Linked DNA regions of Anas platyrhynchos: region 2 is linked to region 1. The links are chromatin contacts, called in public Hi-C maps. All regions are on one chromosome and are shown on one strand. Each heading gives the region's core, a stretch centred on a gene start, on an enhancer-like site or on the middle of the called end of the contact. The rest is flanking DNA. Distances are from core to core; before and after follow the strand shown. Region 1 overlaps NEURL1 (neuralized E3 ubiquitin protein ligase 1). Region 2 overlaps NEURL1 (neuralized E3 ubiquitin protein ligase 1).

Region 1 (6,701 bases), core at 2,158-4,657:
TTACACCACACTTCCTGTTTCTTTTAATTGCTGCTGTGAATTTAAATAGAAGCAGGCTACTTCCTTCCCGCATTGTTTAAATTGCCTTCCTACTTAGTGCAACAAAGCTTGAAGTGGGTAATTTTATGCCATCCCTCATGGGCAGATTCAGCCTTGCTCTGCCCTCCGAGCCACCTGGATGCTGTATGAGCTCAGCTTAAGGTTACCTGCCTCTCAGCAGAGCTTTATTTGCTCAGGTTCAGCGTAGACAAACTGAACCCCCTCAGCCTGCGTGCGGACATCTGCTCACATCCCAGCTGGCAGGATCTGGGTGCCACGTGGTTAACCCTCCTTTCACTTTCCCATCTCTAAAGAGCCACGACCTGTTTACTCAAACCTGGTAAACAAGATAAGCCTCGACGTGGCAAGAAATATGGAAAACAGAGACATGCTGCTAGGGCTGTGACATTTAGTTAGAAGCAGAATTTCCATACGGTGCTTGTGGTTAAACAAAAAGAGAGAGATAGGGGAGAAACAAGGAAAACTCCACCAGTGCTAAACCCTGTTGTTCAGCAACACTCAGAGAAACTCCATCCCCAGCTGCTCCTGCATAAAGTATGTCTAAATCCTATCAGTCCCATGAATGCTGTAATCCACAAAAATTAAGGTATTGAGAAGCCTAATGCTTCCCAAAATGCAGAGCAGGGGGCTGCCAGCTCCCCAGCCCCACACGGGGAACACTGGGGGGCTGCACCAGGCAGAGGACCACCGTAACCAACAAGCAAGGACACAGCCAGGAGGCAGCCCAGCTAGGGACTGATTTCCCTGTTAGTGCTGTGCACTGCCAGCTCCCCGGAGATCCGTACAGAAACCACCACATCAGTATAAAGCAATTAAAAATAGACCGGATGAGCGCTGAGCAGCAGCAGGCAGCTGCAGGCGAGAGCGGCAGCAAGAAGCTTGGAAAGGCCCGAGCTGCTGCTCAGCCTCCTTCCAGGAGCCCAACTTAATGGTTTCAAAGCACACAGCAGCACACCCCATTTCTGGTGGTGTTTAGCTGAACCGCACATCTAAGTGTCTCATTAGAGAAACAAATTGACTTTTTGACTGTAATGTGCCTATTTTGCATTGAAAAGCCTGTGGTACAAACACACAGTGACGTTAATGGTGCAGGCAGGGCTGTGAGCGCAGCTACTTACCTGGCTGTGAACCAGCCCCCTGCACTGCCAAATTAAAAGCAGAAATGGAGATGGGAAAGATGCCTTTTTCCCCACTAGTCACACATGCACCTTGCACAGACATTGTCTGATATAGGAGCACAGACACACACACAAAAAAAAATTAAATGCAACCAACCTCTTCCCAGGAGGCTTCCCATGCAGCTCCCACTGCACACAGGCACAAGTTCCCACGAATTCTTCACCTTTATAATCAGTTCTGCTAATCTGGTCAGGAGCTGAGAAAACTATTGAAATCTATCAGTTTGCTGTTCTGCGTGCTTAGCTTCATGAGAGACAACTGACAAGAAAACATGGGTTTGAAAGGAGTCAAGAGAAAGTGTATGAACAAAAAGCAGGGGCTGGGATCACCCATTTGTCTCTGCCAGGAGCTCGCTTTCTCCTCTGAATTACATCTGTATGAGACAGGATCTATCTCACTGCAGAAATTTGTCTAGATTTGTGCTTGCTTTTACTGTAATTTAATTTTAAAGGTCAAATGCTGGTCTTTGCTGCAAATCTGGAGCAGCACCACTGATGGATGGCATGACTTCCAGCTGCATCTCACAGAAGAATCTGGTCCAATAGGTATGGGGATCTCACATCCAATTTACAGTGACATGTAAAACATAGGGTGCAGGCAGTCTGCTGCATAATCTCCACAGAGTACATGAATAGTTAACACAAGTAACACTATGACTCAGTCTATTCAAGTATCAGGTTCTCGGTTACCTGAATGCAAGCAAAACATGACGACAATATATGCGTATTGTCTCCCAAAACAGGGCAAATGCCAGGCTGATTTCAGCCTCCTCTCATCTCACGTTGATCAGTACTCAACGAATTTTGTGTTTGCCAGCTGAGACAGTTAAAGTACAATTCCTCAAAGGGATGTGAACTGCTCCTACAGGTAGCTGCAGAGTATCACTTGGCGAGCACGCAGAGAACACCTCCAACTCTGAGCTGCTTCCCACCAGGCAGGCAAAGCTCCAGCTCCTCCACTTTACAACCATGTACAGTTCTCATGTATTCAACCACACCAGGAAAATTCACACAGAACACAAGGTGGAAGAAGCTGAGTGCATATGTATAGAGATAGGTACATGAATACTTATCCACATGCATGCACAGCTTGATTTCAGTAGGAAACTTTCCCTCTACACACTGATGTGGTTTTCAAGTCTGCAGTACCACTTGGCTCTGATGTACCAGGCTCAGGGCTCACCTGGCGCTGCTCTGCAGGCAGCTGGGACTCACTCTGCACACATTTGGGGCAAGGCAAGAGAAGGGGGACTGGAAGGGGGTTATCACCATGAGATACTGCCTGCCAGATCCTGCTGTGACCACTACTCCTGATTTACTAGCTACTTTCTTCCCCTCTGTTTTACAAGCCATTGTTTAATCAGAAGTAATTTGAAGGAGCTTGAGCTCTGTAACAAGAAAAAAAAACTCTGAAATTGTTACACCCAAAAGAGGGAAACGTGTATGTGCTAAAATTCTTGTATTCCCCTACAGAACCTTTTAATAGGCAACAAAATTGTGACTTCAGGAACACATTCTTAAGACTGCTAAATGCTCTGAGTGTGAACCAAGCCTCCTTGGCTGTTTGGGGCAAAAATCACCTTCGGCATTTTGCAGCATCTCTCACGAGAGGCCCAGTTCATCCTGGGGCCAGCTGGGGGGATGTCAGCGCTGAAAGGACCAGCTGCAGATCCCAGCCAGACAAAATGCACCCGCTGCCCCCTGTGTGTGCGGCAACAGTGACAGCTGGCGGACACGGGGAGAAAGCCCCACGCATCAGCTGCCCACTGGTGCATGTCCTCCACCTCTGGTTAGTCTCAGCTGAACCCAAGAGCCTTGGAGTGAGGAGCCACAACAGACACCGTGTCCACAGGTTGCTGCTCCTTCAGTGGAAAGCACCCAGGACCAAGCTCTCCCTGCTGGCTCAGGCAGCCCTTTTGCCCTTGTGTTTTAATCAGCAGGGCTGTACACCCTCCCTCTTATGAGACCTTGGACAGTTATCCTCTCCTTATGCAGCACAGAGCAGGAATTGGAAAGAGTTATTAGCACAATCAGTGTGTTATTCACTGCCTCTGCTTTACACCCCTCCTGCTGCCTGCAAGACTTGCCTGCATTTGCACATTCTTTGTGAGCATGAATGGGATGCTTAAGGCACAAAGTCTGGCTTAGTAAACTTCAAATTGCCAGCTCTGGCCTCATATTGTAGGGGAACATGTGCAAGGTGACGCCGAAGAAGTTACCAGCAGTGCCGGACAGAAGTCCCTGAGGTATGGAAAAATCCAGAGGCAACAAGCACCTTTGGATGCAGCCAGCTCCAGACCAGCAGGGCCATGGTGCCCAGGGGGGAGGCACTGGTTCACCCCAAGATGCTGAGGCAGAGCCTAAAACTTGCTTCTTATAGGGATAAGATTGCTTCTTGATGTTGTCCATTATTTTCTCTCACACTGAGTAGGGAACAGGCTGTACTTTTTGCTTCTGATTCACAAATACTATATCCCCTCTTCCCACTATTGGTGACTCAGAAAAGTGACTCATTCACCTCTAGATAGTTTTATTTTCCCCACATCTGATATGAAAAAAAAAAAAAAAAATCTCCTATGTTGGCCCCTTGTGGGGCAGAAATAGTCTTTTCTTCTATTCATCAGCCTTTGCTTACAATACAGAGATTAAAACAGATCATTTCCAACTCCAGACACCAACTCATGGCTCCGGCTGCAGTAAGGGAGGAGCCATGCCCTGGCCTCAGCTGCGTTGATCTCCCCACTAGAGGCTGCTGAAGCAAAAGCAACAACGGTTCTGCTCCACGCAGGGTGGCCCTGAGCTTCCCAACACACCTGCAAGAAAAGGCAGAGCCCTAGAAATAAGCACAGAAAGATGGTGGGAAAGAAGGCGTGTTATGTGGGGATGTCTTGTTTTAATTACAGTTTAATTTACAAAGTTTTGCTTTGCTTTGCAGTGAGGTGCAGATTCAGAGGAGCTGCAGCCCAGCCAGGCTGTTGGGTGAAGGAGGGTGGGAGAAGGCACCAACACCCTCACATACATGCTGCCATCTGGGAGCAGAGGGGAGGAGGAAGATCATGCCATCCCTCAGGACATTTTCTTCTGCACAAAACACATTCATTGTCCTATTGACAAGGACAGAGAAATGTGATTAATTTGAAAGCACTGGAAGCAAAGCAAGATGGCTGAGCAGGAATTCAGAGAGGAGAACAGCATTAAAACCTTGTGAAGAGCCCAACAGCATCAACATCCAAGGACCTGGATTTCCTGGCTACTGATTTGTGAGGACCGCAAGATCCACAGCACCCCCCTGCTCTCAGATCAAGGACAAGGAGACCTACAGACTGAAGAGATCTCAGGAATAGAGGAGGTGGAGGGGGAGACCTCCAACCTACCCAGGAACATCCTTGCCCATAAAATAAGTCCACAGCACATTGTCAGCAAGGCCTAAACACAGACTTTCCATACTGCACCAAAGACCTTTGGGGCAGCCAGCAATAACTGCTCTGTACATCTTGAGCCACCCGTGTCAAGGAATGGAGGAGCAAGGTGTACCACAACCACTCATCCTGTTTGCTGTAACTGCTGGCTATATCCCAGAACAGTAAAGAGACCAAATCTGAGCCTCATCAATTCAGAAAGGTTTTTGCCACTAGATTTATGGAGAGCAATATCACATCTGTGATCCTACAAATCCTTGGCCTGTTCATCATCAGCAGCCCCTTGAATCACCAAGGCTTTCTGGGTGCTAAAGCAAAGCACAAGCTGTTAGATGGACCTCAGAAGAAACTGGAGAAGAAAGAGGACAAAGGATGTTTGTAACCAAGTAACAGGGGGACACACCAAAGGCAGGGCAGTGCACAACCTCCTTGAATGACTGTACAGTGATTTTCTGCCACAGACCTCAGTTTTTCACCACATTAGCCAGGAAAACTCAAACGCCTGCAAGGTTAGCATTGGTCCACCGTCTTCACACCATCACTGAGACCTCAGTGTGGAGAAACCTTACTGTACCAGACAAGGACCAGGTTACAGGATCAGAGGATCCTGTAACCTGGAGGATCCTACAGGATCCTTCATACTCAAAACTATTAATTTTTCTACTAGACAAGGATTCTCCCTAGACTGAATTTATTACACAAAAGCTAAACCAATAAGTTGGTTGTTACAAGGCCTGTGACTTCTCTAGTAGTGATGTCTCAAGGTTTACCTGCTAATCATATCAAGCCTTCTCCTTTTATTTCATCCTTGCTACATCCCAGTGAACATGTTAAATGCCTTCCTGTCTTGTGCTTACACCCATCAAATACAATACAAGCATATCGACTTATTTAGTCTTTGCTTGGCAAAACTACTCAGATTCAGCTTTTTTAATCTTTGTTCTTACATCAATCTCCTCGGTCCCATTGATAACCATATACTTGTTCTCCTTGGAATTTATCAGTCTTTCTAGTAAGCAGGTGCCCAGAATTAACTGCAAGAGAGAAAGTGCAACCAGTTGTGAAAGCGCAGCAAATCATTGTACAATAAAAGCTGTACCAAGGACCTTAGCCATGTGCCACATGGCTGGAAGTGACAGGAAGCTGAAGTGGTTGTGGGATAATGAACATGAGAAAGCAGGGTGAATGAACCTGCTTTCATGACCTTGTCAAGTCATCCCTCACACCTTCATCCTCCTCTCCACAGTCACACCCACAGCTCTCCTTATCAACAGATGCTTGTGCAAAGGGAGAAAAGGCTGTATTGCTTGATGTACAGCATACCCTCAGAGGATGCTTCTGTTGAACATTGTCATTTAAGATAAAAAATTGTTCAACAAACAAACAAACACCTATTACTCTGCCTTCAGCTGAGAGGTGGAGTAACTGTTTCCTGCAGGAGGAGACCAATCTGCAGGGAATCAGAGCAATGCCTCACAGCAGAAGACAGATGTGAAGTCACCGTTTCTGAATGCTCTTAGCAAAGCAATTCTTCAGAACGCACATAGCTGAACATGAACAGTACCCACAGCCCCAGATGCAAAGCTGCAGAGCAATTATATAGTTTTAATTTAAGGATCCCATTTCATTGCTAACTGAAAGAAGCCAGTACCCTCAGGGTTAACATCACCATTCCTATTTCCCAAGGACAGGCTATACTGTGGATTTCATTATTCCAACCCCCTTTTAAGTTGTAGATCTCCCCTCAAGTCCAGCATCAGAATATTAAATATCAACAAGCTTGTGTTTACTAGTATTCTTTCATTGTGATAAGTGTTGAATGGATAAGTCTTTTTGCAATTAAAAAAAAAAAAAAAAAAAAAAAAAGAGGTACAAGAAATAGAGATTGTGTTTCCAACAATGCATATCTGATTAGTAACAAATCAGAGGAAAAATATATTTCCCCACTGAATAACAGCTACCACTTTCTTTGGTATCCTAAATTTAGAAACTGATTTTTATCACCCAAGACTGCAAGATTTATTAGCAGAGTCAGTACAGCTGG
Region 2 (6,701 bases), core at 1,884-4,383, 120 kb before region 1:
GATCCTCATCTGTAATATTTATATTTTGTTGGACTTTTTTTTTTTTTTTTTTGAAGTGTTTGATAAAACAGATGCAGTGTCCTTCTTACATGAGAAGCTTATTCCCTGCTTGGGACTTGGCAAAATTCACTGGACCTTCAGGGTCCAGAATTGTTGCTTGATAACATTTGAGCAGGCTTGCAGTGTTCTGGGGGGAGGTGGGGAAAGGGTACTCTATCTTCAAATGCTTGCAGACTGTAAGAATTGACTTGTGATTTTTTTGTATTTTGTTTACATTGCCTCTTATGCCCTAAGGAAAAATAAATTTTTGACCTTTTTAATTGTGATCCAGTTGGTTTACTTTATTTTTTCAACCTTTTCAGTACTGTTTTAATTCCACTCAGTTTGTCAAACCACTAAATTTAACTTTCCCAGAATAACTTGTGACTTACGTGTATGTGCAATTGCAAATTTCAGCTCAGGCTTAAATGGATAAAGGATCTTGTCTTGTCCCCTGGCTCTGAGTTGTTACTGTACCTGTATTTTTGTCTCCTAATTCACAAAGTTTTAGGGACTGCTGCCCTCAAATACAAAGACCCTTTGTCTGTGTTGAGCAAGGTCTTAAGATACATGTCAGCGTGTTTTTTGGAGTGTGATGAGGTGTCAGATCCAAAATAAGAAGGGAAGCATCCTTTTGCTTGAGTGGCCCTTCTGTGATAGAAGGGTTGCTGAGCAAGTTGGGATGAGTTCTTAAACACCTCTGCATGCAGGCTGCAGAGCAGGCTGTGCTTGAACATGAAATTTTAAGATTTGATCCTGCAAGGTTGCTGGGTCCTGTGCTGGGGCCTGCTGACTCCTTGCTGGGTTTGGAGGCCCAAATAATAGGCAGAAATTTCCTGCTATGTGAAGCAGATGAGTAAAGGAGATTGAAGAGCTTCTACTAATGGATCCCTGCTCCTTATGAGGGATGTCCCCGAAGGATGCAGGGGGCAGTGGGATTAGGGGATGCAGAGTGGGGCGAGTTGTAATAAGGGAAGTAATTCTGAACAAGACCGTTTTTGAGCACATCAATCCCCAGCTCGGCTATGGGACACCTCTATGAAATATTGTCTACAATTGTCTGCTTCCTTGTCTGTTAGCAGTTTGCAAATCTGTAGGTAAAAAGGGTCATTCCTAGAGCCTGGCTTCCACATTGCAAAGCAGAGCTGCGGAGGGGATTGGCTTTCACTAACTCCTTGTTGCTGCAGCAGGGGACGGCTGAGCTTGCCTGCATGTGTCCTTCATTTTGGCAGGGGGACATGCCTTTGCTCCCTGCTGCAGCACTTCACAAACATCTTGCAGAGAAATGATGTCCCTGGAGATGGGCCAGCTGTCTTCAGAGGCACAGCATTTGCAAACAGCATGGAGGAGCATCTCACAAGTGCTGGCACGTAGGTGGGTGATGCACAAGGAGCCCTGCTTGGGCACCCCAGCTCTCTGAAAACTGCAAGGAATTACCAGGGCAGCACCCAGTCCTGGGTGCTTTAAGGTACAAACATATGTATGAGGAGCATGCCTGGGACCTGTGCCTTCTCTTCTGTGTGTGTAGCATGGTCCTTAGGGTTAGAAGGGTTTTTCTAGGCCAATGCAACCAAGATATTACTCTAACATACACCCTTGTGTATTGTAACCCACTATTAATTTTTCCCTTCATTCTCCATTTTTCTCTGAGATCCACCATCAGAGCTATGCTGTATCCAGACTACTTCCTCTGATCCCACGTGTGTGTAGCTGTGAAAAGGAGCAAAATCAACCCTTTAAAAAATAAAGATTAAGTGCAGTGGTGGGCGCGGAACACCAGGTGGCGATGGTGCACCAGTTCTGCCACTCCTGGACCACTTCGGGAGCATCCTCCCCCTCTTCCTCCTCCTTCCTCCTCCTCGTCCCCTGGGCTCAGGACCCACAAGCTGCCGACCAGGGACAGCCCTGGGGATGGATGGCCGTACCTGAAGCATGAGGAGGGCTGCAGGGGGTCACAAGGAAGCAGCTTTCATGCCACTCAACCTCTTCTTGCCTGCCTATAACATTTTGCCACGCTTGCTGAAGTGGCAAATACTCAGTCACTCATGCTGCTGCAGGATGCCTAAATCAACTTTATTCACAATCACAGTTATCCAATTTTTCACAATTAGTTATTCTTCTCTTTAAACAGAACACAAAACATTTTAAAGTAAAGCGATGAAATGCAAATGACACAAGAACACAGAGGTACGTGGGAACCTACACAATTCAAACAAAAACAAAAGGTTAGGACTGTTGTTCTTACTGTTACTGCTTTTGCTGTTTTTTCTCCCTGGAGAGAGCCTTGCTCTCCTACCTGCTCACAACTGGAGGCCAGCTGATGCTGGGAGCAGGACCGAACCCCAATTTTTGAGCTTGGATGCTGGGGGAGCTTTCAGCTTCTGCTAACTCCTAGAGTTTGGTCCACAGTAAAACAAACACAGTTATATATTAAAACACTCTGAATTCAAAAGGTGAAAAGGGAATTCACACCACTGCACTGATACCCATGGATGGAGTTTCTTGAAAAATAAAATGTACCCATTGGCTTGCCCTGCACAGGAGGGAACCGGTCCCAGTGATGTGGTAAAGGCTTGGGAGGCTGCTTATTGCACGTTTCCCTACATCCACTATTCCACGGACATGTTCCTACCCATTGGGTTTTCCCTCTCTGAAATTTTTGCACTGGTGTTTGTATAACTACTGAAACAGGCTCCCCATGCCTGCCAGTCACTGTGCTGTCCTGGAGGCTGGCTCCATGCCCACAAACTGGCTGTGCTCCTGCCGTGGCAGTGGTCACCCTTCACCCTTTCCTCCCACTCCTCACTGAGGGGTCCAAGCGCAGGAGCCAGGGTGCTCCAGGGCTTCTGACAGCCAGCCCAGAGCACAGGGCTGAGCCCCTGGGTTAGGGGTGGACATGAGAAGTGTGCAAAGAAATAACATAAATCCCTGTAACCAGGGTATCAGCGTTCAAGTCACGGACTGCCCACCAGGCGGGCAGGGGGTGGCTGCAGGTCCCTGCAGTAGGCTGCAGTGATGGCGGTGCCTTTAGAGAAAGGCTCTAAGATGCGCCCTCCAGCTCTCAGCATCTTCATTGACTTCTTCAAGGGGACAGAGCAAGGCCATGTTTTCCAGGTGCTCTCAGGAGCAGCCCCCGTGGGTAGGGGTGCTCCTTCACCCACTCCACTGCACTCAGGGCTGTGGGTAGCCATGCCAGGAGAAGGCTCAGCAGGACGGGCATAACCCCGTGCCCTTCCCCAGCCTGGCCTGGTGGGCAACCCCCCTCTGGGCCCAGGTGCCTCCTCTTCCTCCCACACAGCCCTGGAGGCACCAAGATGGGGCCAGAGGGCAGACAGGGAGCACCAGCTACAGCAGAGCTGCCCTGGCTGGACCCAAGGCCCGGCAGCTCTAGGCCAGGCCAGCGGCCATGGTGGTGCGGTGGTTGTCATGGCAACCATGGGGGCCGCCATTACAGGCACCCACAGTGGGGTTCCCAGCTGGGGCAGGGGGGTTGTTTAAATAAACCAAAACAAACTAAACCCCTCAAGCTATAATTTTCTTTTTTCCCCTTCTAACACCTAAGGACAGCCATGTCCTGCCGGCGGGCTGGCTGTTGAAGGGCTGGCTAAGTACCACCTGGCTGTTTTTGTCTTAAAGCACAGTGATAAAGTTACCAGTAAATGAGACCCGCAGACATGTGGTTTATACATTCTTCCCCAATGGGGTTGGTTTTTTTGTGTGTGTTTCTGGATTTGTTTGTTTTGTGTGTTTTGTTTGTGTTTTTTTTTTTTTCTTCTTTTTTTTTTTTCTTTTTTTCTTTTTTTTTTTTTCTCCCTTAGAAGTGTTGTCTGGATGGTAAAGGGAGGAAAGGCGAAGGAGGTGCATCTCCCTCTCCTGCAGGCCATGGGGCAGAGATGCTGCTGGATCCCTTGTGCTGCATGGAGACCATTTGGGACAAGTCAGCTCGGTGGTGATGGGGTGTGAGAGATGCTTGTCATGCAACAGGATGGTGACAGGAGGTGGCGGGATGCTGCTGGGAGGGAGGGTGGCCCATGTTGGCTGCCAAACCCACCGTGAACGCCTCCGCTGGGGAACAGCAGGACAGTGCTCAAGGTACTGCCATGGTACTGTTCTCCTCCCCGTGTCCATAGGGAGAGTTTTGCTTCAAAAGTTCCAGGTCTTTTTCTGCGCTGGCTCCAGGCCTTCCACTGCAAATGTGCTCACTGCATCTCCCTTGCTGGGTCAATATTTGCCTCACTCCACACTTTCTAATGGGCTTCCTATGGGCAGGCTAGTTGTACGCAGAACCACATCATTGCTTATTTCTTCTCTTCTGCCAAGGTGTCCTCTGCACACACCGTGTCTTCAGGAGGAGAGGTGCAGCACTGAACCTTTTACCACTTGCTCTCCCTGCTAAACATGGGAGATTCCTCTCCGCTGTGTATGGTGTAGAAAAGGGATGATTGCTCCAGCTGTTGTTTGTTTTTTTTTTTTTTGTTTTGTTTTGTTGAGATAAAATTTAAAATCTGTAGGAGAGAGTAGTCCATTGTTATTTCTCTGATGCACTGGAGTTCAGTCCCAGGGCTTGCTTGGAGGGTAGAAGAGCAGCATCTAAGCTGGTGTCATCTGTTGTCCATGGAAGTGGGGATCAGGGTGGTGGTGGGTGATGGTTTTTGAATCTCCCAGGTGATGAATAGAGACCGAGACCTGTGTTATTTCACAGACTCCTCTCCACCTCCCTAGTCCCACCACAGCATCTGCTGCTGCTCTAAGCGCTGCGGTATGTTTTGATGATATCTTTGATGGCTCGTCTGCAAATGGGACAGCAAGCATTGGCCATCTTCTTGAGCTTCAGCCCACAGGAATAGCAGAGACACATGTGTCCACAGGAGTAAATGACCGTGTCTACCATGTTCTCATAGCAGATGGCGCATTCGTCTCCCCAGGGCCCTGAGATGGATGGGGAGATGGGTGACTCAGGCAAGCTGACAGGAGAGTTGGGAGCTGTGCCTGAAACACAAAGAACAGGGTCACTCATACTGCTTAAATGGTTTCTTGACACCCTGCAGCCAGCTGCAGAGGGAGGAACCACAGCCTAGAAGAAATAGATGCTTGAGGTTCAGGGATCCTTTCTGTGATCTGCTGGCCCAGTCGCTGAGACCTGGTTCACATGCCAAGGCTCAGGGCAGCAGAGAGGCAGCATCTGCTGGGATCTGCCACCCACATAAAACTAACCAGGAGACAGCAGTTTCCAAGCAGCAGGGACAAAGAGCAGTTTCACATTTTCAAACCTCTGTCTAAATATTAACAAAGGAGGAAAAATTAGAAGGGCTAGATCAAGCCATCTGCTTTGATGGTGGCACACGGTGGCAGCAGCTCCCAAGACAAGCAGTACTTCATCTTTAAGTCTGATATAGGGATCTGGGTTTACGGTGCCTGGCTACAAATCACCCCATCCACGTGGCAGATCCTCCGGCAGAGGGGTGAGGTAGTGCTTACATGGACTGCATTTAGCTCATATATAGCACACTGCTACAAGAGCTGCAAGAGGCTGCAGTAATTATGCTTATAGTACACACCTGTGAGAAAGCCTCCCCATGAAGCCCGATGAGGTAGCAAGATAATGATTTTTTTTTTTATATTCTCCCCCCAAAAAAACATTAAAAATCTTAATATTTGCTGTCGCAAGTTATTAGGCCTGACACTGAAAGTACCTTTGTGCCTTCAAAGAACAACCCTGGTTAGGACAATGGTGACAAGGATTTGGTAAATTATACAGCTGTGGGATCATGCACGTCCCTGGGGCTTTAGAAATGCTGCAAAACATCCTATCATTTGTACCGCATGTATATTTTCTCTAAGTCCTACTGGAATTCATTGGTATGTTAGAAATATCTGCCTTTTTCTGAAAGGGATAGTGTTGGTGTGTGGAGAGGGAAAGGGGGGGATTAGGCATATGCAGAGCTCAAATCGAGTTAGCATGCAACGTGTCACTGCCACACAGCGCTCCGGGAGGAGCTGTGCGTCACAGGGCCGTGAACATAACAGAAACTTTGCTGCCTCCCCTGGGACTTTTCATGATGAAAAGGGTTGGAGAAATATTGCTGTCTGGGCATCTAAGCGGCTTTCACGTAAGAAGACTGAAAATAGACTTTGCAGAGGCTCTCCCTTCCTCCCCAAGGGAGCTGACAAGAGCCTCTGTTGATTGCTGTGTTTTTAAAGCCCTTCTGGGAGACAAGACTGAGACCATGAAGGGAGGCAGAGCAGGAGTGGGCAGGGGGAGGCAGAGGAAAGGAGGACAGAGAAACCTTACCACACTTACCACTGATAGAGCTGCAGAGCGGGCCAGAGCCACATGTCGATAGTATGGGGTCAGAGACACCACTGCAGAGGATGGTCGGGGAATTGGGTGTTGACGTGGGTGAGCTTGGTGTGGATGGCCCCAGCCGCTCGGTTAGTATGGTGGAACCTGCACCATGAGAAAAGAAACCAACAATTACTTTTAAAGATCAGGTCTGACAAGGCCTGAGGATGTGTGGCTGGGGGTGCAGCTCTCAATGCTAATCAGGACTCATGTCTTATCAGCTTGAAATCTAGGGAAGAGATCAAGAAAAAAAAGTATTTACACACCTTTTCAAATGCTAGCAGCTGGCCCAGAAATCCCACAGCCCCTGAAATCAGCT

Evidence for each region. Hi-C and Micro-C count contacts between places; a contact is called where the count stands out from the background.
Region 2: a Hi-C map of liver shows a contact between it and region 1, with 4 times the contacts expected there. The contact joins two enhancer-like sites. A contact is called at or near these places in 3 of 8 Hi-C or Micro-C datasets (liver, skeletal muscle and subcutaneous adipose tissue).

Annotation. Positions count from the first base shown.
Region 1 is chr6:28,568,622-28,575,322 of IASCAAS_PekinDuck_T2T, reverse strand. All of the region lies in intron 1 of NEURL1 (neuralized E3 ubiquitin protein ligase 1), which reads right to left. Among named protein-coding and RNA genes, the nearest start is that of NEURL1, 27 kb to the right of the region's middle. Within about 2 kb of position 3,407, at least 1 of the 8 cell types and tissues checked has an H3K27ac peak or open chromatin away from gene starts, as enhancers often do.
Region 2 is chr6:28,689,358-28,696,058 of IASCAAS_PekinDuck_T2T, reverse strand. It overlaps NEURL1 (neuralized E3 ubiquitin protein ligase 1), which reads right to left. Exons shown (of 8, transcript XM_072039768.1): 7 at 6,341-6,487; 8 at 2,092-5,028. The coding sequence ends at 4,787. SH3PXD2A (SH3 and PX domains 2A) reads left to right here. Exons shown (of 15, transcript XM_072039762.1): 15 at 1-326. Among named protein-coding and RNA genes, the nearest start is that of NEURL1, 150 kb to the right of the region's middle. Within about 2 kb of position 3,133, at least 1 of the 8 cell types and tissues checked has an H3K27ac peak or open chromatin away from gene starts, as enhancers often do.